Linked DNA regions of Mus musculus: region 1 is linked to region 2. The links are chromatin contacts, called in public HiChIP or PLAC-seq maps. All regions are on one chromosome and are shown on one strand. Each heading gives the region's core, a stretch centred on a gene start, on an enhancer-like site or on the middle of the called end of the contact. The rest is flanking DNA. Distances are from core to core; before and after follow the strand shown. Region 1 overlaps Mtf1 (metal response element binding transcription factor 1). Region 2 holds the start of Inpp5b (inositol polyphosphate-5-phosphatase B).

Region 1 (5,817 bases), core at 1,777-4,276, 84 kb after region 2:
TCGCACACTTAGAGGAGCTGAAAAGTCTTCCAGAGCAGCCAGCTCTAAGACACCAATTAAATGAAACTGGGGTTTTAAATTACAGGTAGGTTCCTGAGTCTCGGCCCCTTTAAGAACAAGAGGTGAGAGACCAGTTAGTTACAGATGCCTAACCCTCCCCTTACCCATCAGGTTGCTAGGGGACTCGTTTCTATATACACATGCATTTAATTTTGTGATGATTAAAATAGTTTTCTCTTGAATATTAGAGGGGACCTAGATAGATACAGCGCTGCATATATGTGATTAACACCAAAGGGCTTTAAAGAAACTTTCCCTTTAAAGAAATAAGGTGTTAAGATTTATAAGAAAAGCTATTGGTCATATATTTACATTCTTGCTGTGTAAGAACTAAAGCAACGTTAAGAACTACACAAACCCTGCCCTTGAGAAAAGCAGATTAAGAAAAACCATCACACATCTGGCATGGTTGTACAACACCTTTAATCTCAGCACTGAGAACACAGAAGCAGGCAGATCTGTGAGTCCCAGACCAGCCAGGGCTACATAGTGAGACCCTGTCTCAAGCAAACACGTAAACACACGCACACATGTGTGCACACAGACAGCCTCTCCTGTAATGTACACGGAGAAGAAATAAAACTGGACTAAGAGATGCTGGAAGGAAGCATGTGGTGACTGCATCCCATCAGTCCTGAGGAGGTGGGGATTGTCTCTGGCTTTGACTACTGAGAAAGTATCAGGGGCTAGGAATGCAGCGCACCAAGCGTTCACAATGCCCTGATCTTAAGCTTTCGCACTGCGTAACCCAGGCATAGTGGTGCGTGCCTGTAATCCTAGCTACAGAGCCAGTAGAAAGGCAGCCTGAGATGTGAGCCCTTTCCTGATATGGGGAGGCAGCTACTACATGCTGCGGATTATGGCTGACTCTGGACCACAGCCGCACCCACGCTCTCACTGGGTTTATGTCCTTCTGCCATCTTCCCAGCTCACTTTTATTTTCTCTACTTTGAGGCAAGGTTCGTTTTTTAATCCCAGGCCAGGCTATTTGTGAAGTTGTGAGCCTCCTCCTGGCTCAGCCCCCTCTTGGGTGCTAGGACTATTGACACGGGTCTACAAGTCCAGCTCTCTTTACCTTGATGGACATTGTTAAGTCAGTGGCTGTAGGTTTTCCACGAAGGCTGTCACTGCCAGCACAGTTGTGTTCAGTGATTGGTCAGATCTTTATCACTGGGATGCTCTCAACACTTGCCTTACCTACAGACCTGTCCTGGACTCTGAGTCACATACGCCATCTTTCCTGTCCTTGTTTGTTACATTTATTTATGTAGTGTGTGAATTGTGTCGCAGTACACCTGTAGCAGTCAGATGACAACTTGCTAGAGCTGCTTCTCTCCTGCCGTGGTTTCTAGGGATCAAGCCTAGGACATCAGGCTTGATGGCAAGCACCTGGCCTAGCCGTCTTGCCACCTTCCGTGTTTTGTTTTCTTGGGTTTTTCGTTTTTATTTTTATTTTTCTAAGTCTTCTCATTCCCATCACTAAAACCACTATGACTAATCTGATCTTAGTGTTCCAAACTTTGCTCCAGCTCGCATGCCCGGGGTGTTTAGGATGACTTCTCTTAGCTACTGACTCTTGTTTGTCTTTGCTTAAACAACTCACTTAGATGTGATCACGACGGCTGTGGGAAAGCGTTTGCAGCGAGCCACCACCTTAAAACTCACGTCCGGACGCACACTGGTAAGTTTAGGCTGATTTCCATGTTTCATTTCACCTACCTCCTTCCTTCCTTCCTTCCTTCCTTCCTTCCTTCCTTCCTTCTTTCCTTCCTTTCTCTCTTTTTTTTTCTCTCTCTCTTTTTCTTTCTTTCTTTCCTTTGTATTCTTTGTTTGTTTCTTTGATTTTTTTTTTTTAATTTTGTTTTTCAAGATAGGGTTTCTCTTTATAGCCCTGGCTAACCTGAAACTACTTCCGTAGACCAGGTTAGCCTAGAACTGGAGAGATCCACCTGTCTCTGCCTTCCTAATGCTAGCATTAAAGGTGTGTGTCACCTGCCCAACCCAATTTCCATTTTCCCTTTAAACCTTCGGCCTGTTCCAGGTTCCTCTTGAGACCTGTAAAACTTAGGAGAGCAAGTGAGCACTGATGGTGTGGCCTTCACCTACAATCCTGTTTTCCATGATTGACTGAGTCAAGAATTCATCCTTAAACCATAAAACCAGACATACCCTTTAGAAACAGCCACGAGGAAGCCAGCCGCCTTCCCTCCAGGCACAGGCACAGGCTGCTGCTGCTGCTGGCTTTCCTTGGCTCTGGGTTTGAAGTCTGAGACAGTCAGCACCGTCCCTTGCGCAGACTCGCCCACCATCAGAAGGGGAGAGCTTTCCTGGTGGTGAACCTAATATGACTTCTTCTTCACCTGCAGGTGAAAGACCCTTCTTCTGCCCCAGCAACGGCTGTGAGAAGACGTTTAGCACTCAGTACAGTCTCAAAAGTCACATGAAAGGTCATGATAACAAAGGCACTGCATACAGTGCACTTCCACAGCACAATGGATCAGAGGTGTGTTCTCCTCCTGTTCTCTTCTGGGCGGACCCAGCGATGTGTGCTGCTGCTGTGTCCTTGCTTAACTAGGGGACAGAGAAACAGGATCAGCATCTCTGTGTCTCTGCATTGGGAGGCTGGAAGCCAAAAATGTCCCCTGTCTCCCTGTTTCTCTGCTCAGCCCTGCTTATTCCCATCCAGCAGGTATGGGGGAGAACTGGCTGTTGACTGGCTTTGCAGGGCCCAGGTAGAGCCTCTTCTATGCGCGTGCGTGCGTGCGTGTGTGTGTGTGTGTGTGTGCGCGCGCGCATGCGCACGCACACACGTGAGAATAAGGGTTCATATTAGAGAGCACACTAGTGCACACCTGCTGGCAATCAGAGGATGTCCTTAAGTATTGCTCCCCAGCCGCTGTCTGTCCCTCCCTTTTTACTCTTTTGCGACAGTCTCTCTTATGGGAACTCTCTAAGCAGGCTGGGCTGACTACCCAGAGAGCCTCAGGGGTCTTCATGTTGGTCTGTCCTGTGTACAGGTCACCAGTGCTCACCACACCCCAGCTTTTTCTTTTTAAATGTAGATTTGGTGCTTGAAACCGACTGACTGAGCAGCCCAGCCCCGTGGTTCTGGGTTTTCTTTTTTTTCTTTTTTTTTTTCTTTTTTTTTTAAATAGGGTTTCACTCTGTGGTTCTTAGAGGGCGTCAGATCTCGTTACGGATAGTTGTGAGCCACCATGTGGTTGCTGGGATTTGAACTCTGGACCTTCGGAAGAGCAGTCGGGTGCTCTTACCCACTGAGCCATCTCACCAGCCCCCTGAGTTTTCTTTTGAGACAAAAACTCATCAACTGAGCCACCATAGCTTTCTTGTCGTAGTCCTTTGCGTGCTGGGGTTGTGGGCATGGGGCACCATGCCTGGCTCAGAACTCCTGGGGTTTTTGTTTTTTGTTTTGTTTTGTTTTGTTGAGATGGAGTTTCTCTGTATAGCCCTGGCTGTCCTGGAACTGTCTCTGCAGAGCCAAGAGATCTGTCTCTGTCTACTCCTGAGTGCTGGGATTAAAGGTGCACCCCATGTCCAGCTTTTGGAGCTCATATGTGTCTGTCATTTTCCCATCTGTGGCTGCAGTGGGTGATAAGCCTGCACTACATTTGCGGTGGAAGCTAATGTTGCCTCACACATCTGTCAGCATCCGAGCGCCAGGCTTTGTCTGGAAGGTTCCCTTGCCCCTTGGACTGTCTGCAGAGACACTAAGCCACACAGAAGGCCTCTGGAAGTTTTAGGCAGTTTGGTCTGTTCTTTTTTTTTTTTTTTTGGTTGTTGTTTAGATATTTTTTACTTTATGTGAATGTGTGTTTACTTACAGGAACGTATGTATATATACTGCTTGTGTGCCTGGTGCTCTTGAAAGCCAGAAGAGGGCATTAGATTCCCTGGAACTAGAGTTATAACTGGTTGAGAGCCGCTGTGTGGGTGTTGGGAACTGAATCTGGGTCCTCTGCAAGAGCAGCAGGTGCTCTAACCACTGAGCCGTCTCTCTCTCTTAAATCCTGAGCCCCTGTCAGTCTCTGTCCATCTTGCTCTCCTCCAGTTCCATTCCAAAAAGACCTTGGGACATGTGCTGTTTCTTGCTCTCTTTCCTTTTTACATGTGTTTGTTGAGTGCACTCAAGTGCATAGTCACGGATGTTGTTGGTTTTCTCCTTCCACCATGTGGGTCACAAGGATCAAGGTTAGGGTTAGAGTCGTCAGCCTTGGCAGCAGGCACTTTGACCACTGAGCCATCTTGCCAGCCCTCTTGCTGTTTCTAGCTTGGTAGTATTCACTAGCCTGTGTCTGTTAATCCTGGAAAGTGAGTAATGCCATTATCTTATTATTTGGGGGATAAAGAAGTGGAAGCTGGTAGTGGAATCTGCCCATTCTACCTTGAGAAAGTTTTTGGAACTGATTTGATATATTTTTGTCCTCTCCTGGTTTTTGTTTTCTTTTGTTTTGTTTGTTTATTTTTTTGCCTGAATTTTTGCAATAAGTTGCTAAATGGTTTTTGTTTTGTTTTGTTGTTGTTTTGGCTTAGTTTTGGTTTTTGAGACAAGGTGTCTCTGTGTAGCCCTCACTGTCCTGGAACTCATGTAGACCAAGCTAGCCTTGAGTAGGCCAAGTGCATGCTGGGATTAAAGGCATACACCACAATGCCTGGCTAGGCTAAGTGGGTTTTAGCATCTTTTCTCCCCCAACTCAGACTTCTCCTTCCTGTTCGCTCTGCACCAGAGGTGCTCTGCTCTGGCCTGAGGCTGCAGGGGCCATTCACAAGGCCTTTAGGCCTCCAGCCCGAGATTCTCCCAGCACCAGGTTAACTTACTCAGTGATTCCCTTTGGGAAGAATGGCGTTCAAAAAGTATAAAATAAGGTTTATATTTTTGGAGAGACAGCCTTCTCAGAAGTCTGTGGTTTCTAAGTTTTTAACAGTGAAGGACCCTTTTAAAAGGACTCTCAGTGCCGGTTAGAAGGCTCAGTGCTTGCTCCAAGCCTGGTGGCCTGAGTTTGATTCCCTGACCATGGTGAGTGGAGAGAGCCCACTCCTGTGAGGTGCTTTCTGACCTCCAGGTGTGAGCTGTGGTGCCCCCTTCACACACCAAAAATAAATAGAAGGCTCCGAGTTGTTAATGGTAACTAATATTTGTTGGGTTTAAGGACGTGCCCCAGGCTGAGCTAGGTGCTACCTCTCTCACAGCTCCGTGAGGTCACTTTTGTCACCATTCCCATGCCACTTATTGAGAACCGTGGTGCTCCTTGCTATTGAGAACTCAGCTTTCTTCTTTTCTTTCTTGTTTCTAATTTTAATTTTTATTTTTTTACTTACTCACTTTACATCCCCCACACTGCACCCTCCCAGTCACCCCTCCCACAGTCCTTCCCCCTCTCCTTCTCCTTCTTTTCTGAGCTGGTGGGGGCTCCTCTGGGAATCCCCTCAACCCTGACTTCAAGTCTGTGAGGCTTGGCGCTTCCTCTCCCACTGAGGCCAGACAATAGTTGAAAAATCTGATATTTAAGCCGGACAGTGGTGGCGCATGCCTTTAATTCCAGCACTTGGGAGGCAGAGGCAGGCAGATTTCTGAGTTCGAGGCCAGCCTGGTCTACAAAGTGAGTTCCAGGACAGCCAGGGCTATACAGAGAAACCCTGTCTGGAAAAACAAAAAACACAACAAAAAAACCCCACCTGATATTTATTCCAGATTTTTAAAAAGTATTTGATAAATAAAACTACACATAGTTTTATCAT
Region 2 (6,179 bases), core at 2,402-4,901:
CAAGGACTCAGAGTCCAGCCCTCACCCCTGTACTGCTATAGTGGAGAGGCACTCCACCTACTGTTCATTGTGGAACAACTGCCTGTGCTTGTCGAGAGTGGCAGCTGAGAGGGGTGTTGGGTTGTAAGCTTCCTGTACATCCTAGAGGGGCCAGGTAGGGGCTGTGGCTTCACAGAGGCGCTGTACTCCCATCCTGGGGTGTCCCAACACTTCCCCGGGCAAAGTGTCCTGTTTCCAGAAGCAGGTCTCTGAGCATCACAGAGGACAGGCAGCTCCCCATGTCCCCCTTGGTGACCACCACTGAGTCCACTCCTCAGAGAGATGTGTCTTGTACATTGCTGCCTGCTGGGGGAAGTGGAAGGGAGGGGCAGCAGTGGCTCAGACACAGCAGGGCTCCCCCCTACCTCCTCTGTCTAGCATTAAGTCTTCAAACCTTCCATTTTCTTTCAGGAGATAACCTATACCCTGTCTTCCTGCAAAGGGGGATGCCTGTTTCAAAGGGCAGGACACTCCAGCCATGTGCCCCAAGGACTTGAACTTCTGTGAAGTGGGCTGACAGTGCTTCCTCAGAGCTGCCAGACTGAAATAGCTCAGCAGTGGAATCTAGAGGGAGCTACATTTGTGGAGAGCCAGCCTGCATGGGGTTGAGCAAGCCAGACCCTCTCTGTTTTGCATAGCACCTCAACTTGGGGGAATCAGGTGGAATTTTCCAGAATGTGGCCCCTTATTTCTAACCGACTGGTTTTCTGGGAAATGACAGCCTGACCTCATGGGAGCTGACCTCATGGGGAGCTGACCTCATGGGGAAGCTGAGCTCAGCTCAGTTCTAGTTTCACTAAGACTTCTTGCCTTCAAGAGCTGAGGGAAGGACAAGGATAACATGAATGGTCCTGTCTATTCTTGTAGCTCAAATGGTCCAGCTCAGACTACACCTAGGGCTGGCTGCAGACAGGTCTGCATGACAGACAGGCACACTCAAGAGTCAGGGAGCAGGGGCTGGTCCCTGCTACCTATGTACTGTCAAGCTTTGGCCTCAGGTGGCTGCCTCCAGCCAGATGGGACCCTTAACTTCAACAAGGCCACTCCAAGAGTCACCAGGAACCCCCTGCCCTGGATCCCCAGTGTAGCTACAGACGCTCCTCCCTTTGCTCTGTTCCTGTCCCTGGTCCACTACCTGGGCTCAGCAGTTATCAGAGAGTGACATCTGAAAAGAATTTGTGGACACTGCAAGCCTTCACATCTCCCTGCTCCAAACCCTGGAGCTGTGTCTTTAGAGAGCATGACTTACCAAGTCCAGGTTCCCCCTTCCCCACTCACAGGGTCTGGGCCTTGAACATGGGTCCTTGTCCCCAATCCCAAGAGGAGGCTTAGACTTTTGGGGGTGGGGAGGATATACTTGTCTGACCTACATTTTGGGAAGACACCCCCCCAAATCCTGCAGGGATAGTTCGGTCTGTAAAGACCGCCTAGCCTCGCCCATTCCATCTCCCCAGCCCCTCCTCTCTAACGATCAGCTTTAAGGGGTTTTCCTGCCTTCCTTCAGTGACCTTCAGTGCCTTGATCTCTAACTAGTGCCCTTTCCCCTCATCCCCCATTTGACTTCAAAACTGCAGCCCAATCAACTTGAACTCCAGTTGTGCTGTGGATGTTTCTAGAAAGAGACAACCAGGAAGAGTCTGGGAGGAGTTTGCAACATGCAGGTTGAACTGGTTATCAGAGTTCAATTCAAAACAAAAAGGAGGGGGGCAGGTTAAAGGTTACAGGGGTGGGTGTGGGGTCAATGAGACAGTTTAGAGGTAAAAATCACTATGAGTTTGAGGCACATTTTGGGCCAGCCTGGGCTAACTAGTGAGTCCCTATCTCAAAACAACAGCAATAAAAAGTTACAGTGGCCATCCATTCTGCAACACTGGCCCAACTGCTTGCTTTTTTTTTTTTTTTTTTTTTTTTTTTGATTTTTCGAGACAGGGTTTCTCTGTATAGCCTTGGCTGTCCTGGAACTCACTTTGTAGACCAGGCTGGCCTCGAACTCAGAAATCCACCTGCCTCTGCCTTCCGAGTGCTGGGATTAAAGGCGTGCACCACCACGCCCGGCGAGAAGCAATCTTAAATCAGTAAAGCTAACTAATTGGGGTGAACATGTTCTGAGATGGAGATGTGGCTCAGTCATGGAGTGTTTGCTTGGCAGCTGTGAGGCCCTGGGTTCCGGTTCCTAGGCTCCATCCTCAGGACTGCTCAAAATAAATAAATGAAAGTCTCAGAGCCACTATACCAGAAACTGCACAGGAGTGTAAGGGCAAGATTCAGCCCAGTCCTCAGGGATCCAGCTTACCGAAATAGTCAGCAGTTGAGAAAAAACCAACCATTCTAGACTCTCTCGTCTGAGCTAGCTTCTTTTGTCCTGTCTTGAGTTATATATAGTCTTTTTTTTTTTTTTTTTTTTTTTTTTTTTCCGAGACAGGGTTTCTCTGTATAGCCCTGGCTGTCCTGGAACTCACTTTGTAGACCAGGCTGGCCTCGAACTCAGAAATCCGCCTGCCTCTGCCTCCCGAGTGCTGGGATTAAAGGAGTGTGCCACCATCCCCGGTTTAGCTATATATAGTCTTTACCTAGAAGGGAACAATGGAGTCTGGAAGAGAATAGTTCCTGTCAGGGTAAATGGCCAATAGAATGTGGCTAAGGGGCTTGAGGACAAAACCTGCTCAGGGCTGTCTATCTGGGCATTGCGGTGAGATGTCTCCTTAGTTAAGAGAACATATTGCTCTTTCTTGGGACCCAGTTCCCACCACACACATCAGGTGTCTCACAGCCTCCTGTCACCAGCCCCGAGGATCTGATGACCTCTGGCCTTCTTAGGTGAGCGTGCACACACACACACACACACACACACACACACACACACACACACACACGGTGCACATAAATTCATGCAAGCACACACACATACACACAAAAAATTAAAAACTAACAGATCTTTAAAGAAATAAAGAGCCAAGAGGGCCACATCGTCCTCCGCTGTTAAGAAGAGTCCTCCGCGCTGCCTGGTGGTTGTCATTACTGTGTCACAGATAAAGATGCCACACATTTCAAGTTCCATTGACAGAAAAGCTAGATAGGTCTTAAGAACATTTAGCAGTTCCTAGACGGGAAAATGACACAGGAATTGGAGTTGGACTTCCCTCTGGGCACCCAGCACTTATTGGCTACGGACTTTGTCAAACAGTTTTGTCTCTCTGTTCCTCCGTTTCTCCACCTGGCAAGTGGAGAAGGTGACATACATGAAGCCAGGGCACGGTAGTTATCTGGAAGTGTTTCAGAATAATAGAAAGCTGTCCCTTTCTGCATGTGAAGAGTTGAGGATGGACTTAACTTGAAAATAAAAGTTAACATCATTTTTTCCGTTAGGGTAACATGACCACTTCCTTCTGCCTTGGACATGGGCCTTGGCCCTTTGATTTAGTGGGCTGAGAAAGGCGTTCCTCACGCAGGCTTTCCAGAACTGGGACGCCCGAGTATGCTTGAATACAGACTGTAGATTCTAGATTTTTAAATAGAGTAAGGGCGGGGAGACCCACCTACTCGTCCATGTCCGACTCGGGCATGCTGGGACTTGCAGGCTGGCTGTCCGTCCTGTGACGCCAGGGCCGCTGGGAAATGTAGTCCTTAATCTGCCCTGGAACGGAGGTGTCCTGCAGGCCCACCGGTGACAGCTCGGGAGGTAGGCTGCAATGACAAGGATCTGAAATAAGTGCAGAGTGGGAGGGGGCTTGCAAGCTGGTTGCTGGGGCCCTTGTCCTGTGGGTGCCAGAATGGACACTCCTAACCTGCTGCTGATGCAACGGGGCCTGTTGGGTGGGGTGAGGGGCAAGGAGCAACGGGACACCCACAGGCTCCGAGGAAAGAGCAGCGGGGCTGGGTTATTTCTCCAGAATAAGACCCTCCTAGCTGAGACTGAGGCGAAGGCTGTCTCCCTACCCCTATTTGGACACACCACCAACCTTTCCCAGAGAAGAGCCAGATGGACCACAACTGCTCCCTGAAGAGGGCATCAGAGCTGTACCCAGAAGCAAGGAGACCAGAGAGCATACTGAACTCCACTGGGAACATCTGGGGCGACACCGAGCAAGGGGCAAAGGGGTAGAAACCCATTTTCTGGAAACGTTGAGAGACCCATTGTAGGAAAGACGGGGAAGGCCAGAAGGAGAAGAGAGATGACCAGGCTCTCTCTTTTCCCTCCACAAAGGCCCCTTTCTTCATCCCCACAGCCCCCCGAAGCAGCTCTAATACGGAATGGGAGGTTCCCACCTGCCCTACCCCAGGGTTTGACAGCTCAGCATGGACCAGTCTGTGGCAATCCAGGAGACCCTGGTTGAGGGGGAATACTGCGTCATCATATCCTTCCCAGTTGTAGGTTGCCATCCAGATCGTGCCTGCTTCAGCCTTGGGAGGTGGGATGGAGGGTGTGGAAAAATTTCTCTCGAAGCCATATGGGAAAAGGTAAACCAATATTTACCAAGTATTCACTTGGCTCTGGTCTCTCTACCAGGTGCTTTACATAGGTAGCTATTTTCTCAACCAGCTGCAAAGTTGGAGACTATTATACCCATTTTGCAGATGAGGAAAACTCAGAGAGGTGAAGTCGTTTGCCAGTGGGAGAGGGAAAGGCAGCGTGGTGGAGTGGGCCGGATGGGGAGTTTCGCCCTTTGGCTTTCAGTTTCCCTTCACTCTGAGCAGCAGGCAGTCCAAGGTGTGCTGTGTAAGGGAGATAGCCGGCAGAGCCGCCTGCTCGGGCTGGTGAGGTACCGGCTGGAAAATGACGCCCAGGAGCATGCGTAAGTAGGGCTCAGACTGCCTGTGTGGGCCATGGGTGGTTCTTCAGTATCCTCCAGCTGGACTTCAGTCATTCTGTCTGAGTCTCCTAGACTAATTAACACAATGATAGTGTTCTGGAACACCGTGTTCTAAGCCTTTAATAATCAGCAAGATGTGATGTGGAAGCTTTTAGAGGAGAGGCAGTTATATCAAACTTGGCCAGATTTTGAGTTTGTGTGAGTGCCCGAGTTTAAATCCGGATGCTGCAATCCTATGCAAATTGTTCTTCATAGCTCCATTTACCCAGAGTAAAGTACAGAGGGTTGAACTGGGAACGAGCGAGCACATGCACCAGGAAGCTGAGGCAGGACTGTCACAAATTCCAGGCCATCCTGGGCTACATTCTAAGCACAGCCTAGGCTACAGAGTGAGACCCTACCTCAAAAAGGGAAGGGATGGGGTTGAAGAGATGGTTGGAATGTGTACTGCTCTTGCATCACTGGACACTGTGCATGGAAAGGGCCTGAGCCATGCGTATGGCTAGGGCACTGCCAGCTAAGCACTAGGGACCCACAGGTGACCACAAGCACTCTAAGCTGGGCCTTCCACTCATTTCTGCCCTTAGTCTCTTCCTGTATACACACCGGAGGATGGCCATCACAGGAGACGATGTATCTCTGGACCAGATAGTGCCACTCTCAAAAGATTTTATGCTGGAAGAAGGTGCCAGTTGGGCCGGGTGGTATGCTCTCCTCTGGGTGGCCCCCAACTCATCTCTGCCCTCACTGTAAGGGAGGGTGGTGGCTATGTGGGTGGGACAGGGATGTTCAGTTGCTAAAGACATTCTCGTTTCCTTCCCTCAGTGTCCCCAGATGGTGAACTCTACATCCTTGGTGAGTAGCCCTTTCAATCTGGGTCCCTGTTAGGTCAATGGGACAGGTTCCAAAGACAGAAAGATGAACGAGAACATGCCTGGATGGGAGTGATGCTAGGTGCCTGAAATCCTAGCATGTGGGAGGCTTGAGGCAGGGGGATTGCCTTGAATTTGAGGTCAGTCTGGACTTACATTGTGAGTTCTAGGCAAGCCGTAGACTGACAACAAACCAAAAGAGAAAATTCTTGGGTTGGTGGAACGGCTTAGTGGAGAAAGGTGCTTGCTGTCAAGACCAACTTTCCGAGTTCGAGTCCCAGAACCCACTAGGTAGAATGAAAGATCCAGCTTCTGGGCTTTTACTCTAGAGAAAACTTTCCTGGTGTCCATACTACGGTGACTAAGAATCAGGTGCTACCCTCTACCAGCTCTTTTTCCTTAATCACCCCTTGTCAGTGCGTTTCAGTCCTCCAGGTGGGCTCCATCATCACCTCAG

The links. HiChIP or PLAC-seq counts read pairs in DNA pulled down with a chosen protein or histone mark.
Region 1: a contact with region 2 is called in an H3K27ac HiChIP or PLAC-seq map of embryonic stem cells, with 10 read pairs. The contact joins the enhancer-like site here to the promoter of Inpp5b in region 2. A contact is called at or near these places in 4 of 39 promoter capture datasets (the C10 cell line, embryonic stem cells, hippocampal neurons and 1 more), 1 of 484 Hi-C or Micro-C datasets (stem cell-derived epiblast-like cells), 2 of 115 datasets of contacts at active chromatin or transcription factors (double positive thymocytes and embryonic stem cells) and 3 of 9 other capture datasets (adipose tissue, liver and pancreatic islet).

The regions. Positions count from the first base shown.
Region 1 is chr4:124,822,620-124,828,436 of GRCm38.p6, forward strand. It overlaps Mtf1 (metal response element binding transcription factor 1), which reads left to right. Exons shown (of 11, transcript NM_008636.4): 5 at 1,668-1,741; 6 at 2,427-2,563. Among named protein-coding and RNA genes, the nearest start is that of Mtf1, 23 kb to the left of the region's middle. Within about 2 kb of position 3,027, at least 10 of the 459 cell types and tissues checked have an H3K27ac peak or open chromatin away from gene starts, as enhancers often do. A contact at or near this core is called in embryonic stem cells, where this site is marked.
Region 2 is chr4:124,738,199-124,744,377 of GRCm38.p6, forward strand. It overlaps Inpp5b (inositol polyphosphate-5-phosphatase B), which reads left to right and starts at 3,652. Exons shown (of 24, transcript NM_008385.4): 1 at 3,652-3,718; 2 at 4,266-4,392; 3 at 4,738-4,832; 4 at 5,438-5,535; 5 at 5,676-5,705. The coding sequence starts at 4,336. It overlaps Gm12915 (predicted gene 12915), which reads right to left. Exons shown (of 4, transcript NR_151694.1): 3 at 3,576-3,723. It overlaps Gm32117 (a long non-coding RNA gene), which reads left to right. Exons shown (of 2, transcript XR_376640.4): 2 at 451-1,907. Mir698 (microRNA 698) reads left to right here and starts at 5,583; the gene lies at 5,583-5,691.